4 separate regions of the Mus musculus genome follow, and regions 1, 2 and 3 are each linked to region 4. A link is a contact called in public ChIA-PET and Micro-C data. All regions are on one chromosome and are shown on one strand. The core of a region is the stretch at or near the end of the contact, and the rest is flanking DNA. Distances in the headings are between cores, read along the strand shown. Region 1 holds the start of Dag1 (dystroglycan 1). Region 2 holds the start of Gpx1 (glutathione peroxidase 1). Region 3 holds the start of Bsn (bassoon). Region 4 holds the start of Rassf1 (Ras association (RalGDS/AF-6) domain family member 1).

Region 1 (3,120 bases), core at 9-2,508, 710 kb before region 4:
CTTTCTAAAATGGTACAGTCTTAAAGTCAGAATCTGAGAAGCCATTAACTCTTCAGTTTATTAACATCCAAGGGATGGCCTGCTCTTGCTCTCCTGGATTTTAGTTCCTCTTCCTTTTCTAGGCTCTATGAGTTAGTCACGTAAGAATTGAGAAATTGCAAACAGGTATTTGAGGTAGGGCATTTCTTCCTGAAAATTTTTTCTCCTAGACTCTTCTGAAGAGAACTGCCCGTCCTTTAGGCAGGAATCCCAGGCTGAGTAGCCGCCGGGTCTGTATTCAGAATGAGTTTACTGATAACAGCTTGTGTCTGAAACTCCAGCCTGGCCCTAGGCCAAAGAGGAATGGATTCCTTCTAGCAGTGTGGGGTCAGTTAGGAAGGGAGCAGAGCCTACCACAGTTCTGATTTCCACAGGTATTATGCACTGTCAGGTTTAGTAACTTGTTAAATCTCCAGTCTCTGGAGTTTGGGCCCTCTGGTGAGCCCAGGAGAGTTAAGAACTACTTTAGGACCCTCCATAAATGGGGGAGGCCAGATTCTAGCAGTAACCACCCATCTAAAGAATGTGGGCCACCGGGGGGTGAGTGACCTGTGCTAGCGGGTCAGAGCTATTTTGAGCTCCAGAGGAGGCATTGGATTTTAGCTTTCCAAGGAGGGGGAGGGGAAGCCTGTTGTATGGCCAGCACTAAAGAAATGGGTTACCTTCCTGCCCACCCACCCGGATCTGGCCTTAGTTTCTCCATCCATATTAAGGAGAGGGTAACAAGGCCTCTCTTCCTTTGCAATTGGGAGGGCGCTTCCTGAGTGTTTGAATGGTTTAGATACCGCTTGCGTTTTGCTCGAAGGAAATTAGGGGGCAGCTGTGTGGTGGCTTGTTGTGGCCGGACCGGTTCGCCGGCCTGTCCATACCTCGATTTATTCTTCGGGAGAAGTTGGGAAAGGTGCCCCTCCCCCACCCCAGCTAGCAAGCGCTCCCAGCTACCCGGACTGGCTAAGGCGTGTCCCGGGACCCACTTGGTCGACTTCGGGGGCGGGGCCTCTACGTCGGGGCGTGGCTTTTGGGGCGGGGGCGTGACAGGCCAATGGGCAGAGAGGTGCGGGACGGGGCGGGGCCTGTGCGCGGGTGCGGCGCGCTGCGGGGCTAGCGACGCAGGCAGAAGCGGGCCGCGCGCTGAAGGCTAGTCGGCGCCGCTCCGAGTCGGCCGTGGGATTGGCTGCGGCACTCGCGTGTCAGGCGGTTGCTAGGCTCCGGCCGCGCGCCCCGCCCTCGCGCTCGGCGCCCTCTCACCGCTCGGTACGTGATCGCGCGGAGGCTGCGGCGCGGCGCTCGCGCTCCTGGGGCTCGGGGGCGGCAGCGGCGGTAGCTTCGCGCGGAGTCCCCGGGGAGTGGCGGCGGTGTCCCTGGGCCCGGAGGAGCGAACACCTGCCGCGGCCTGCCCGTGGTGCTGGGTGAGTGCGCCTCCCGCCTCTGCCTCCCGGTGCCTGCCTGCTGGGGCCGGGATCCCCGCTGCAGCCGACCGAGCCTTCCGCGGAACACCTGCTGCTGCTCCCTTTCGGCCCGGGGCGGGGACACGGCCACGGACGTCCTTGCGGGTGAGGAGGCGGCGCCGCCGCCGTCCGTGCGGAGCCGCCCCTCGGCTCTCCGTCCGGTAGCTGAAGGCTGAGGCCGGAGCTGCGCGCCGCGGCGACGGGCCAGGCCTCGGCCCCGGCCCGCGCTCCCGGGAACGCGGGGCCTGTGCATCGGCCGCGGGCGTGTGCGGCCTGCGGGCTGCCTCCGGGTTGCCAGTGGGGGTCGCGGCCCAGTTAGGAGGCATCTCTACTGTGGGGCTCCTGCCAGAGGCTGGGAAGGGCGCCGCCCCCGCCTCTTGCTTTGAGCTGCTCCGAGTCTTGGGGTTCTTTCCTCCCCCTCGGTTGCGCTTCTGTGGGAGACTCCTTTACTACCTTTGCAGTGGGTATTTGGGAAATCAGGTTCACTTGCGAGTATATTTGGAAAATGTTCCCAGAGGGAACACCATGTTGACTCAGAGTCCTTTGCTATAACTCCCAAGTTCATTTATTGACAAACTCAACGGGCAATTAAAAACACACCTCTTAATCTCTACAATTTGAGAAGCTTTTGTTAAGTTGAATTACATCAAGATTAGTTTTCGTGGTGATGACGAAGTTTTGACTGGTCCGCCTAGTCTGGGACAGTACCTTTATAGCCTAGAGGTCTAACTTGAGAGTCCAGCCTGCTGTTTCCCTAAATAAGCGAGTAGAAGTAGTTCTTGGCGTGGAAGCCAGACTCGTGAAGTGAGGGTGGTGTTTATAGAACATAACTCCAGCTAGAGTTGGGTGTGCTTCCAGATGTTTTGGAATCTGATGGAGATGGGGTGTTGCAATCATATTAGTATATATTGTGCTTAATGAGCAAGAGACATACTTTCAGAATGTTCTAGTTTAGAAAAAGAATTCCACGGTAACGGGTTGTACAGATCGATGGTTTAAATATGGAGAATTGAAGTTCTTTTTGCCTTGAAGTCAAGGACATGGTCAGCGTGCTTAAAGGACATAGGGGCTATTGGAGAAATCAGATCTCACTAGGGAGTTAGTTGCAAGGCGTGTGGGATCCTGTGTGAAGGTAGGAGTAAGTAGCACTATGCAGGCAGCACCGGGTGGGAATGTGCAAGCATTGTTGATATGTACCTCTGTTGAAATTGTCACCGGACAAGTCCTCATCATTCTAAAAAACCTGATTTGACAAGATGCATTCATTTAGTAAATGTTTGACTTTACTCCCTGGGGACTTCTGGGTAGGACTTGGGGGCCCATGTAATACATCTTGCTTTGTCCTTAACTGATTTTGGGTTCAGTGAATGAGAATCAGAACCCATGACGAGAATATGCTTGCTTGCATGGTAGCCTGAAGAGAGCCTTCCTGAGCCGTGCGTGGCCTTCAGGGCCAGCAGGAATTAGCTGGGGGACATAAAGGCTTGTACACCCGGAACCACATGTACATGGTTTAAAATAGAGCCTGGGAGTCTTCCAGCTGGACAGGTGGGAGCTCTGGGCCTTCTTTGCACATAGGAGCTCCAACCTCTTAGGGTACAGGAGCTTGAGAATGCTTTTAATCGTTTGAGTG
Region 2 (3,420 bases), core at 181-2,680, 790 kb before region 4:
CCTCTGCTGTAACGGCGACTCAAGACTGACCTTAACCATGTCCTGGGACAGGGAGAAAGAAAAGCATAAGGGGCGGGGAAAGGGACGTTTAGGCTCTGGGATTGAGTTCCTTATCCCTGACTATGAGGCTATCCAAAAGGTGACAATGACACAGGACACACAAACAATTCTGATATTCAGCACTTTATTCTTAGTAGTGAAACCACCTTTCATTAGGTGGAAAGGCATCGGGAATGGATGGGACCAGCGCCCATCTGAGGGGATTTTCCTGGAAATCAGGTGTTTCTCCGTGCAAATTTAGAGGAAACACCATCATGGAAGAACCGCCCCCCAGAGTGCAGCCAGTAATCACCAAGCCAATGCCAGGGCCGCCTTAGGAGTTGCCAGACTGCTGGGACAGCAGGGTTTCTATGTCAGGTTCGATGTCGATGGTACGAAAGCGGCGGCTGTACCTGCGCACGGGAACACCGTCGGGGCCCACCAGGAACTTCTCAAAGTTCCAGGCAATGTCGTTGCGGCACACCGGAGACCAAATGATGTACTTGGGGTCGGTCATGAGCGCAGTGGGGTCGTCACTGGGTGTTGGCAAGGCATTCCGCAGGAAGGTAAAGAGCGGGTGAGCCTTCTCACCATTCACTTCGCACTTCTCAAACAATGTAAAATTGGGCTCGAACCCGCCACCAGGTCGGACGTACTTGAGGGAATTCAGAATCTCTTCATTCTTGCCATTCTCCTAGGGAAGACAAAGGCATTTATTTATGTGCTAGGATTTCGGAAAGAATGTGCTTTTTAACTGCAAAACAGAGGTTTCCCGATGAGTCACCAGGAAGTTGCCCTCCTTGTATAACCGAGGATAGGCCTGCATTCCAGCTGTAGTACCAGAGGAGAAAGTAAGCGGTGTCCCGCCCGTGGGAGCCTAGAGCCCAAGGCCACCCATCTCGCCCCATATACCTGGTGTCCGAACTGATTGCACGGGAAACCGAGCACCACCAGTCCACGAGGTCCCAGACGCTTCTGCAGATCGTTCATCTCGGTGTAGTCCCGGATCGTGGTGCCTCAGAGAGACGCGACATTCTCAATGAGCAGCACCTTGCCCCGCAGGGAGCCCAGGCTCACAGGCTCCCCGCCCGTCAGCGGGCGCGCGGAGAAGGCATACACGGTGGACTGTGCCGCCGCGGAGAGCCGAGCAGCACACATACTGGAGATGTTGGGACTCAAACGTGGAATCCGTACTAGCGCTCACAGGGCCCTGCACCTCCTTTTAACTGGATGGTGCTGAGATCACGTGGCATCGCTTTCTTTCCGGCTGGCAGCCAGCTCTAAGTCTCAGGGTCCCGCCTTATCCGGCCTCTACCCTCCCCCCATCGAGGAACAGGGAAGAGGGTGCGGCCGGGCTAAAGCGCCTGGAGGTGCCTAGGGCGGGTCTGGTCTAGCTCCTGTAGCACTAGTCTGGAAGGAAGCTGCTTGCTTAGGCGGGGATCTTCCAGCTCTGTCTTACTCAACCGTTTCTTAATTAGTCTAGAGTCCCGCCTAGGAAGATGGCCTCTGGCAATAACAACGGCTAAAGCAGCTCACGCACAGCTCCCTTATATTGTGTAACTTTACCCACACGTTTCTAGTCATAAGGTTATAGGGTTTTAAAAACATAAGTTTAATTACACTTATTGTTTAATTAAATCGAAGGAGCATGCATGTTGAGGTCAGAGTTGGTTCTCTCCTTCCACTCGGTGATAATTTGGGAATTGAACTCAAGAGGAGCTGCGTCGCATCAGGTGGCCAGTGTTTTGTTTCTGAGACAAGGTCTCTACAGAGCCCTGGCTCGCCTGGAACTCCAAGTGCATGTTTTCGTTTTGTTTTGTCTTGGGGGGTGTCTCCATCTCATCAGTGTTTCTGTATGCAGTCTTGGCTGTACTAAGGCTTGTTCAGTAGCCCAGGCAGGCCTAGAACTCAAGAGATTTACCTGTCTCTTTGCTTTCATCCCGAGTGCTGGTACTAAAGGCTTGTACCACCCATGCCTGACTTTTTTTTAGTAGCACTAACAGCGCTATCAAAGGCAATTTCTTTTGGTTGTTTTTGTAAGGGTGGACAGCAGTGCAGGACTCCCTGCTCCAGACTCTAACCTAGCTCCTCTCAGAACACGTGCTTCTAGTGGTCCTAGATTCCTGCCCCCAGTGCAGTTTGGTCTTAGTCCAGAAAACCCAGCCCCTCATGTCCCCTCTATGACATTCCACTCCACTTTTTTTTTTTTTTTTTTTTTTTGTCTTTTTTAGACAGGGTTTCTCTGTATATCCCTGGCTGTCCTGGAACTCACATTGTAGACCAGGCTGGCCTCGAACTCAGAAATCCACCTGCCTCTGCCTCCCGAGTGCTGGGATGAAAGGCCTGCGCCACCACACCCGGCTTCCACTCCACTTTTTAGATTTGAACGTGTCACAGGGAAACCACTTCCATGTTCTTGGGAGGAGACAAAAGGTTAGTCTAGAAGAGGGAGGGAGTAGGAGGAGCTGGTGCCATTCAAGAAGCCTCTCCAGGGGAGTCTTTCCGGCGAAAGCAACACACAAGAGAATACAGGAAATTTAGAAAACTGCCTTTATTCTATTAGTTGGAAAAATTAACTGGTACAGAAAAATGTTTAGTCAGCTGGAGAGAAGAGACCCCCCCACCCCCACCCACTGCCACCCATAAGAACTGGTGGCTCCTCTGGGAGGCAACTTGGATACAGTGTGGAGAAAGGAGCACTGTGACTTAGAGCCAGACCCTGCAGTCCAGGTGAGAAAGGCTATGCCACCTCCAAAGTATAACTGCCTCAGGCGGGAAACCAAATTCCTACTTAGTCCAGTCTGGAAAGGGGTACTAGAATGATATATAGGGCTGAATAAGGGATATGGCCATATTTTATCAGAGAAAGTGACAAAATGGGAATTTTAAAAATGAATTCTTCCATCTGACTTTATTTCCAAATACACTTTCTTAAAAAAAAAAAAAAAAAAGAAAAAAAGAAAGAAAGAAAGAAAAAGAAAAGAAGCAATACACTTTCTGTGGGAATGACAAATATCAGTATTAGGAAATCCAATTATACAAAAAATACTACATCTAGTCTGGGGTAGATATATTTATTTTTTGGTAACATACATTAAGTGGCACTAATTACACAGTAACTATAAGGTAACTAACATGAGACCACAGAACTGTAACTCTGCAACAGCTGCGTGGACTTGGGCCTTTCTGGCTGAGCAAGATTTCAAAAAACTGAATACCCACCCCAGAGCTCTGGCAATGGAGTCTGTTAACAAGGAAAGCTCTGAAGTAGTGACTCACCAGAGTTCTTGCAGTTGACAGAAAGTAGGCAGGACATGTTAGTTATAAAGTAGTTACAGCCTAATTCACAAAAGTTACCAACTGTTTCTCTTTCTAGAAAGA
Region 3 (3,321 bases), core at 251-2,750, 640 kb before region 4:
CAGTTCCCTTGGACAGAAAGTGACACTGGCCCCACGTAGTACCAGACACTACTATGTTGCTTTGGTTGTCTTGCCTTTCTTTCCTCCCTTCAAATGAGGACGAGAAAGTTTACTAAGGTCTCAGGCTAATGAGGGAAATTTACAACCCTCTGGACAGTCCCCGAGGGCCACAGCAGAAGGCCACCAATAACTTCTCTTCTCTGGCCCCAATTTCACCTGACTCTGTACACCCTCTCTCCCTTGGGTGCTTCCCGAGACTCTGGGTCTATGGGACTCAGCCTCAGTATGAATCCCAGACGATGCTCACTACTATTTGGTTTTCCCCACAGCAATATCCAGCCCCTGACGGTCTGGCCCCAACATCTCAATCACTTTACACCTCTGAACAGACTCCCATTCATCTGCATCCTGCAAGTCTCTCACAGAGCCTGTTCTATGCTTTACCTACCAGGACAGCCTCCTGCTATATCTCACAATAGCTTGCCCCAGAACATGCTATATAGATAAGCCTGAAGTCTCACAGAGATCTGCCTGCCTCTGCTCCCACGCGCTCGGAAGAAAGGTGTGTACCACGATGTATGGTCCTTATGGATAGAAAGTGCCAGATTTCAGGCCGTGGACAGCGCTATGCCACCTTGTGGCATTTTCCCCTGCCTTTTCTTTTTGTCTATTTCTCTTTTTCCTTTCCCTCTCTCCCTCTTTCTTCTCTCTCCCTTTTTAAAAATCATGTCATTTGTTTGTTTGTTTGTTTGTTTGTTTAAGGCAGCATTTCTCAGTGTAGTTTGGTTCTCCTGGAACTTTCTCTCAGAGCGGGATGGCCTCGAACTCAGAGATCCTCCTGCTTCTGCCTCTCAAATCCTGGGATTAAAGGCGTGTGCCATTAAGTCCGGCTGCAATAAAAGTTCTTAACTGCTAATTCATCTCTCTAGACTATACTTTAACGGAAGACATTTTTATTTGTGTATGTGTATAGCTGACGGAATGGGAGGATGTGGAGAGCAGAAGACAACGTGGAAGTCGGTTCTTTCCTTTCACCATGTGGGCTCCTAACTCACAGCATCAAACTTGGAGCAAGCATCTTTACCTATTGGTCCCTTTTGCTGGCCCGGTTTTTTTTCTTTTAAAATGGTTTGGTGTAGGCTGGCCTCGAACTCACTACGTAACTAAGGATGACCTTGATTTTCCTGCCTCAATCTCCTATTGACTGGCATTACAGACGTAGGCCACCACTCAAGGCTCTTAGTCGCTTCTAAGGTCTAGTGAACCTCCAAAGTGGTCCAGCAGATTGCAGCCAGCCACCCGAGGCCGCCGGCCTTCATTCAACACCCGCCGGCCGCGTTGGCTGCGGAGGGCGCATGCGCGGGTTCCGGAGGCCTTTTCCCGGCGACCCCGAGGCTGGTGCGTGGACACGAGTCTTCGCGGGCTGGCGTGAGCGCGCGCGGGGAGGGGGGGGGGCGTGTGCAGGGCAGGAGCGCGCGCGACGCGCATGCGCAGCAGCAGGCGGCTGTGCGAGCCGAGCTGGGAGATGGCGGCAGCTGCGGTGGAGCGGAGAGTGTGAGCGCCGCCCGGGAGCCGCCGGCCCGGGCGCAGTGCGACCCCGACCCCGCCCGCCCGCCTGCCCACCATGGGCAACGAGGCCAGCCTGGAGGGCGGCGCGGGCGAAGGGCCGCTGCCGCCCGGAGGCTCTGGTCTGGGTCCGGGCCCCGGAGCAGGGAAGCCGCCTTCAGCACTAGCTGGCGGCGGACAGCTCCCCGTGGCTGGCGCTGCGCGAGCGGCGGGACCCCCGACCCCTGGTCTCGGTCCGGTCCCCGGCCCTGGCCCCGGCCCCGGCCCGGGCAGGTAAGAGCGCGCGTCTGGGCTCCTGGGGGGCAGGGAGCTGTGGTCCGAATCTGGGGCCGGGGCCTGGAATCCCACGATCTAGTGGACAGCAGGTTCGGGTCTGCCTGCACTGCGAATCCTGCCAGATTGGCGTGAGCTGGGTGGTCAAGGTGGGCAACCCTAGGTTCTCCAGCCGCCCCGCCTTGACAGGACAGGATGGTGAGTACAGGGTTAGTCAGGGCCTGCAGACCGTGACTTCGTCACAATCCCCCAATTCTCTTCCCCATAGCGCAGGGGCCCAACAGCTCAGGAGGGGCTTATGTAACCTTAGTCTGGTCCCTCTGCACAGGGGAGCAATGGGATGGAAGACATCCTCCCTGTCTGCCAGCGTCTGCATATGTCCATTGTGTTGGGTCGAGAAAGAGCACAATGGGAGTGGCTGTCAGGGAAGATAAGTGTCACTGCTAGGAATAGGGAAAGATGGGAATAGTTGAGCCATGAACTTGGTCCTTTGCTTTCCTCAAGCATTTCGTGCCTGTCACTGTCTCTGAGGAAAGGAAAATTGCCCACCGGATACTATCAGGCCCTATAATACTCGCGGTCATGTGCTTTCGTCAAGGGTTTGTGAACACTTTCAGGTGAGGCAGAAAACGCTATTGAATTACCTCCCACCAGATATGAACTCATGGCTTAATGATTTAGCTCAACACCTCCGGCCAGTGGGAAAGCCAAAATCCACATAGACTGGTTTAAACCAAATAGATCTGGCCAAATATTTTTGAGCCCAGCTTGTTTCAGGGTTTGCCAAACCCAGATTCTGCAAAAACAAGTGGCATGGAAGGCGGAGGATGTGAATGTTGGCCTGTGTCAGCCGACTCAAGACTACCAAGAGATGACAGGGTAAAACGGAAGGCGTTATTTTTACACCAGTTGGGCCTGGGGAGTATCGTCCCCCTTGGGGGGAGGTGTTTCTATCTCCATTCAAAGCTGCCAATATCTATGTTGCTTTGCCTTTTCTGGTACACAGAAACTCCAAGGAAGAATAATGTTTGCTTTTTCAGACACCCAACTGTGCCTCCTGTGTTGATTTCTTCAGGAGTCTTTTCTTAGATAACTCACAGTGATGCAGAGATGTCAGTAGCCTGAAGCCATCTCAAACAGGCCAGCCCATGAATGTAGCTTTTAGAGGAGGAACTGGCCCGTTTTACATTTGCTTTGACAGTAATGCAGTTGAGTACCACGCAGCTCTTAGCCCTGGACACACTGCCCATCTCGCTGTGTGATGAGATGCTTGTTTTGGGTTTTAGCCTGAGAAACAGGCTCGCCAAGCTTCAGCTCTCTCCCTTCAAGGAAAAGCTACAGCTGAATGGAAAACCACCTTGTTGTTATATGGAGAATTTACCATCTCCCTTCCGGATAACCAGACTGGCTGCTCTACTAGTTGTTTATCCGACATTGCAGAGGCAAGCATATGGAATTTTGGAAAGACCTGGCGGATTAGAG
Region 4 (3,108 bases), core at 358-2,857:
GTTCTATAAAGGCCCAGGTCTCATAGTTGATGTCCAGGTTTCTCACCTGGGTACTGTCCCAGCTCTGACTACACTCACCTGATCCAGATCCCAGGCAGCACTGATCGGCCTCTTCAGACCAAATCCTATGTGCAGTGCCTTCACATTAATGTCTAATGAAGATTTCTAATGAATATGGCCAAAATGTCATTTTTTTCCCCACTTCACTCCACCCCAGGGTTCCTATCTCAACAAGTTATCACTGTAAGCCCAATCTGAAGCAAACCCTCCATTTGCCTTTGGTTTCTTCCTTATCTCCCAAACTGTCTTGCTTCCTAGACAAGAACCCCAGAGCAGCTTTCTTTCTCCTTGTGAATGCTGAGATGCCGCAGCTCTTGCTCTCATGTGGCATTCTGTCACAAACTGCTACACTAGCTGAGTTTGTGACATACTTGTATAGTGAATGAGATGATCTGGAGGCACACACAGGCCTACAGTGCCATTTTTAAGTTCCTATATGGCCCAAAGCACCGATTCTCAACTCAAAACTATACATCAGAACTTGGGAGGCAGGGGCAGGTGGGTTGCTTGTCACAGCCTGGTCTGCATAGAGAGTTCTAGGCAAGCCAGGGCTGCAGAGTGAAACCCTGTCTTAAAACACAACAAAACAACCAAAAAACCAAACCAAAACAGAAAAACCAGGATGCCTAAGGTCCACTTTCAACAACGGAGTCAACAAGTCTGAGAGGAGAAGTAGGCGCGAGGAGACTGGAAGGTATATATTGTCCTGCGTGGTTCTGTTTGCTGGTAATTCCTAGGTCAGAAGGACCACTCATTGTGTGTGTGGCTGGACTCCATGTTTTAGCCTCTGCATCCTTGACTCAAAACAACCTTGACTGAAGTTTCAATAGAATTCCTACTAACAAGGAGCCTAACTAAGGTTCTAACTTTTTCTGGCCCCCTATTAATGTGGGAGACGTCACCCAGGAATCTAGAGGGGGAACACAGTGAGCCAATCGTTGGGAAGAGGCGGGCCTCGGAATGTAGGCTCAGAGCTCAGCAGGCACAAAGGCTTTTCAAGAAAGGGCACAAGCACTTTAAAGACAAACTTGAAGCACCTTCTTATTCACAGACAACTAACTCTGCCCAACTGTGCACGGACAGAGCGTGACAAGTGATAAACCATTTTCTCAAGCACTCTCCCTGATGGAGCAAGGCCAGGAGATCTGGTCTGCAGGATCATCACAACTGACCAGCCCTCCACTGCCGCTTGACCCGCAACTATGGTGCTGCCTCCCTTTCCGTAGTCGCTGGCTGTGTGGGGCCGCTTACTCACGCGCGCACTGTAGGCCCTTGCGCACGACGCCCCAGATGAAGTCTCCACAGAGGTCGCACCACGTGTGCGTGGTGGGCCCTGCAGGCTGGAAACGGTGGCCACGACCCGGGACGTGCTGCTGTGACGGATTGCGTGTTGTACCCGGGGCGATGCGCAGAGCGTTGGCACGCTCCAGCCGGGTACGGCCTGGACCGATGCGCCCGGACGGTGCCAGCTCGCGTAGTTCAATGAGTTCTGGCTCCGCCGACATGGCCCGGTCAGGCCGGTGCTGTAGCGGACTAGCAGCTAGTGAGTACCGAGCGGGCGAGGCCGCAGGGCGGGCCGCGACTTCGGCACCGCCCCCAGGATCCAGGCAGGGCGGCGGGAAAGAGCCGAGGAGGACGCGCTGGAACCCTAGGCGAGCCGACCGTGTGGACTTGTGGGCGGGGCACGGCACAGGGGTGGGCCCTTTCAAAGAGCCCCTTCCCAATCTTTCCGTCCAGTCTTCTCCCCCGACCCCAAGGATGACTGTACAGCGCCACACTGTTGCGTTTCATGAGTCTGCTTTATTGTGCGAAAGGAAGAGGGTCTCCACATCCGGCCCTTGCTTACACCCCCCAACCCTGTCTGCCAGTTTGCTGATGCTGTGGCCTGGTCCTCTGCGTATTCGCTGGGTGGGGCAGGAAGTGAAGAGTGTGGTGGTTTGCAGCTCTACTTGACTCAGCTGTGCTCACCAGGGAAATTGAGGTCTGACAGGGGCGAGCCACGAGTCCCTGAAGCTCAGTCACAGTCTGGGTGCGCTCTTCTGTCGGCCCTCGGCAGCTACGGCCTTCACTTGGCTCTGTCACCTTGGGCTGCTAGAACACATGTCTTTCCGTGCTTCTCCCAGTGCTTGACTTGACACTCCCTGCAGCGGGGTGGGTTGCATGACAATGACAGGGCTTGTAGGAGAACCCAGGGTTGGAGCTTAGGGGGGCAACTAAGGTCCCAGGATCGCCTCACCTGCAGCAATACCACACATTCTGGCATCTGGAGCAGCGCTTGGAGGCCTCTGCGTTGCAGTAGCCGCAGCGGGGCCTCTCCGGAGCTACTGCCTCTAGGACATCCAGCCTGTAGGTTTCAGCCCACCTGGGGGAGGAGTCGAGAAGAGCTGAATGGACGGACCGGGCAGGTAGGTGCACAGAAGCACTAGGTGACCTTCCCTCCTTGGTCCTATGCACGTGACTTCAGCCACTCAGTGGACTTTACCTCTGTGCTTGTTGACGAAGATCCTTCTCCGAGAGGCTGAATACGTGCTGAAGCTGGTGCTTGGCGATAGCCTGCCATTTCCCTTTGTTCTCTCTCTCCAGGCGATCCCAGATTTCTGGGATCTAAAAAAGTGTAATGGAGACAGGGAGGAAGGAGCCGGAAAAGTGGACCACCGTCCCAAGCACTCCCAAGCATGTTCTAGGGCCTTACCTGTTCTAACACTAGGTCCTTCTTAGGGGGCTGGGTTTCAGCCAGGGACAGGTGGGCCAGGAAACCCTTCAGATCGGCAAGATTGGGCAACTGGTCGAGTAGTGTGTCAGTGAGGAAGGCCTGAAGCTGCAAGAGATCCAGGGAAGGCCATTGAGAAACTAACTGTTCCTAGCCAGAGGGCCAAGAGACAGGAAGTCCTGAAATTGGGCTGAGCGTCCTTGGAGGGTTTGCATCTTACCAGCTCCCCTGTCGATGCCTGAAGCCCAAGTTGTGGAAAGGGGACAGGGACAGGCCAGGATGCCCTGGGGGGTGGGTCTGGGCAGGGGGGCAGTGGGGCTGGGCGGGGTCATTGAGTT

Evidence for each region. Hi-C and Micro-C count contacts between places; a contact is called where the count stands out from the background. ChIA-PET counts read pairs in DNA pulled down with a chosen protein or histone mark.
Region 1: a contact with region 4 is called in an RNA polymerase II ChIA-PET map of memory CD8 T cells, with 6 read pairs. The contact joins the promoter of Dag1 here to the promoter of Rassf1 in region 4. A contact is called at or near these places in 1 of 39 promoter capture datasets (the C10 cell line), 1 of 484 Hi-C or Micro-C datasets (LSK cells) and 2 of 115 datasets of contacts at active chromatin or transcription factors (bone marrow-derived macrophages and memory CD8 T cells).
Region 2: a contact with region 4 is called in an RNA polymerase II ChIA-PET map of memory CD8 T cells, with 33 read pairs. The contact joins the promoter of Gpx1 here to the promoter of Rassf1 in region 4. A contact is called at or near these places in 2 of 39 promoter capture datasets (erythroid cells and pre-B cells), 1 of 484 Hi-C or Micro-C datasets (B cells), 4 of 115 datasets of contacts at active chromatin or transcription factors (large pre-B cells, memory CD8 T cells, pancreatic cancer cells and 1 more) and 2 of 9 other capture datasets (adipose tissue and liver).
Region 3: a contact with region 4 is called in a Micro-C map of embryonic stem cells, with 2.9 times the contacts expected there. The contact joins the promoter of Bsn here to the promoter of Rassf1 in region 4. A contact is called at or near these places in 1 of 484 Hi-C or Micro-C datasets (embryonic stem cells) and 2 of 115 datasets of contacts at active chromatin or transcription factors (memory CD8 T cells and pancreatic cancer cells).

The regions. Positions count from the first base shown.
Region 1 is chr9:108,261,953-108,265,072 of GRCm38.p6, reverse strand. It overlaps Dag1 (dystroglycan 1), which reads left to right and starts at 1,258. Exons shown (of 4, transcript NM_001276482.1): 1 at 1,258-1,448.
Region 2 is chr9:108,337,090-108,340,509 of GRCm38.p6, reverse strand. Gpx1 (glutathione peroxidase 1) reads right to left here and starts at 1,430. Exons shown (of 2, transcript NM_008160.6): 1 at 952-1,430; 2 at 168-733. The coding sequence starts at 1,197. The coding sequence ends at 374. Rhoa (ras homolog family member A) reads right to left here. Exons shown (of 6, transcript NM_016802.5): 6 at 2,567-3,420.
Region 3 is chr9:108,188,562-108,191,882 of GRCm38.p6, reverse strand. It overlaps Bsn (bassoon), which reads left to right and starts at 1,500. Exons shown (of 12, transcript NM_007567.2): 1 at 1,500-1,839. The coding sequence starts at 1,625.
Region 4 is chr9:107,550,054-107,553,161 of GRCm38.p6, reverse strand. Rassf1 (Ras association (RalGDS/AF-6) domain family member 1) reads right to left here and starts at 1,607. Exons shown (of 6, transcript NM_001243748.1): 1 at 1,316-1,607. The coding sequence starts at 1,565. Zmynd10 (zinc finger, MYND domain containing 10) reads right to left here. Exons shown (of 12, transcript NM_053253.4): 9 at 2,753-2,878; 10 at 2,543-2,664; 11 at 2,297-2,422; 12 at 1,841-2,201. The coding sequence ends at 2,126. Gm34106 (predicted gene, 34106) reads left to right here and starts at 2,325. Exons shown (of 2, transcript NR_168657.1): 1 at 2,325-2,465.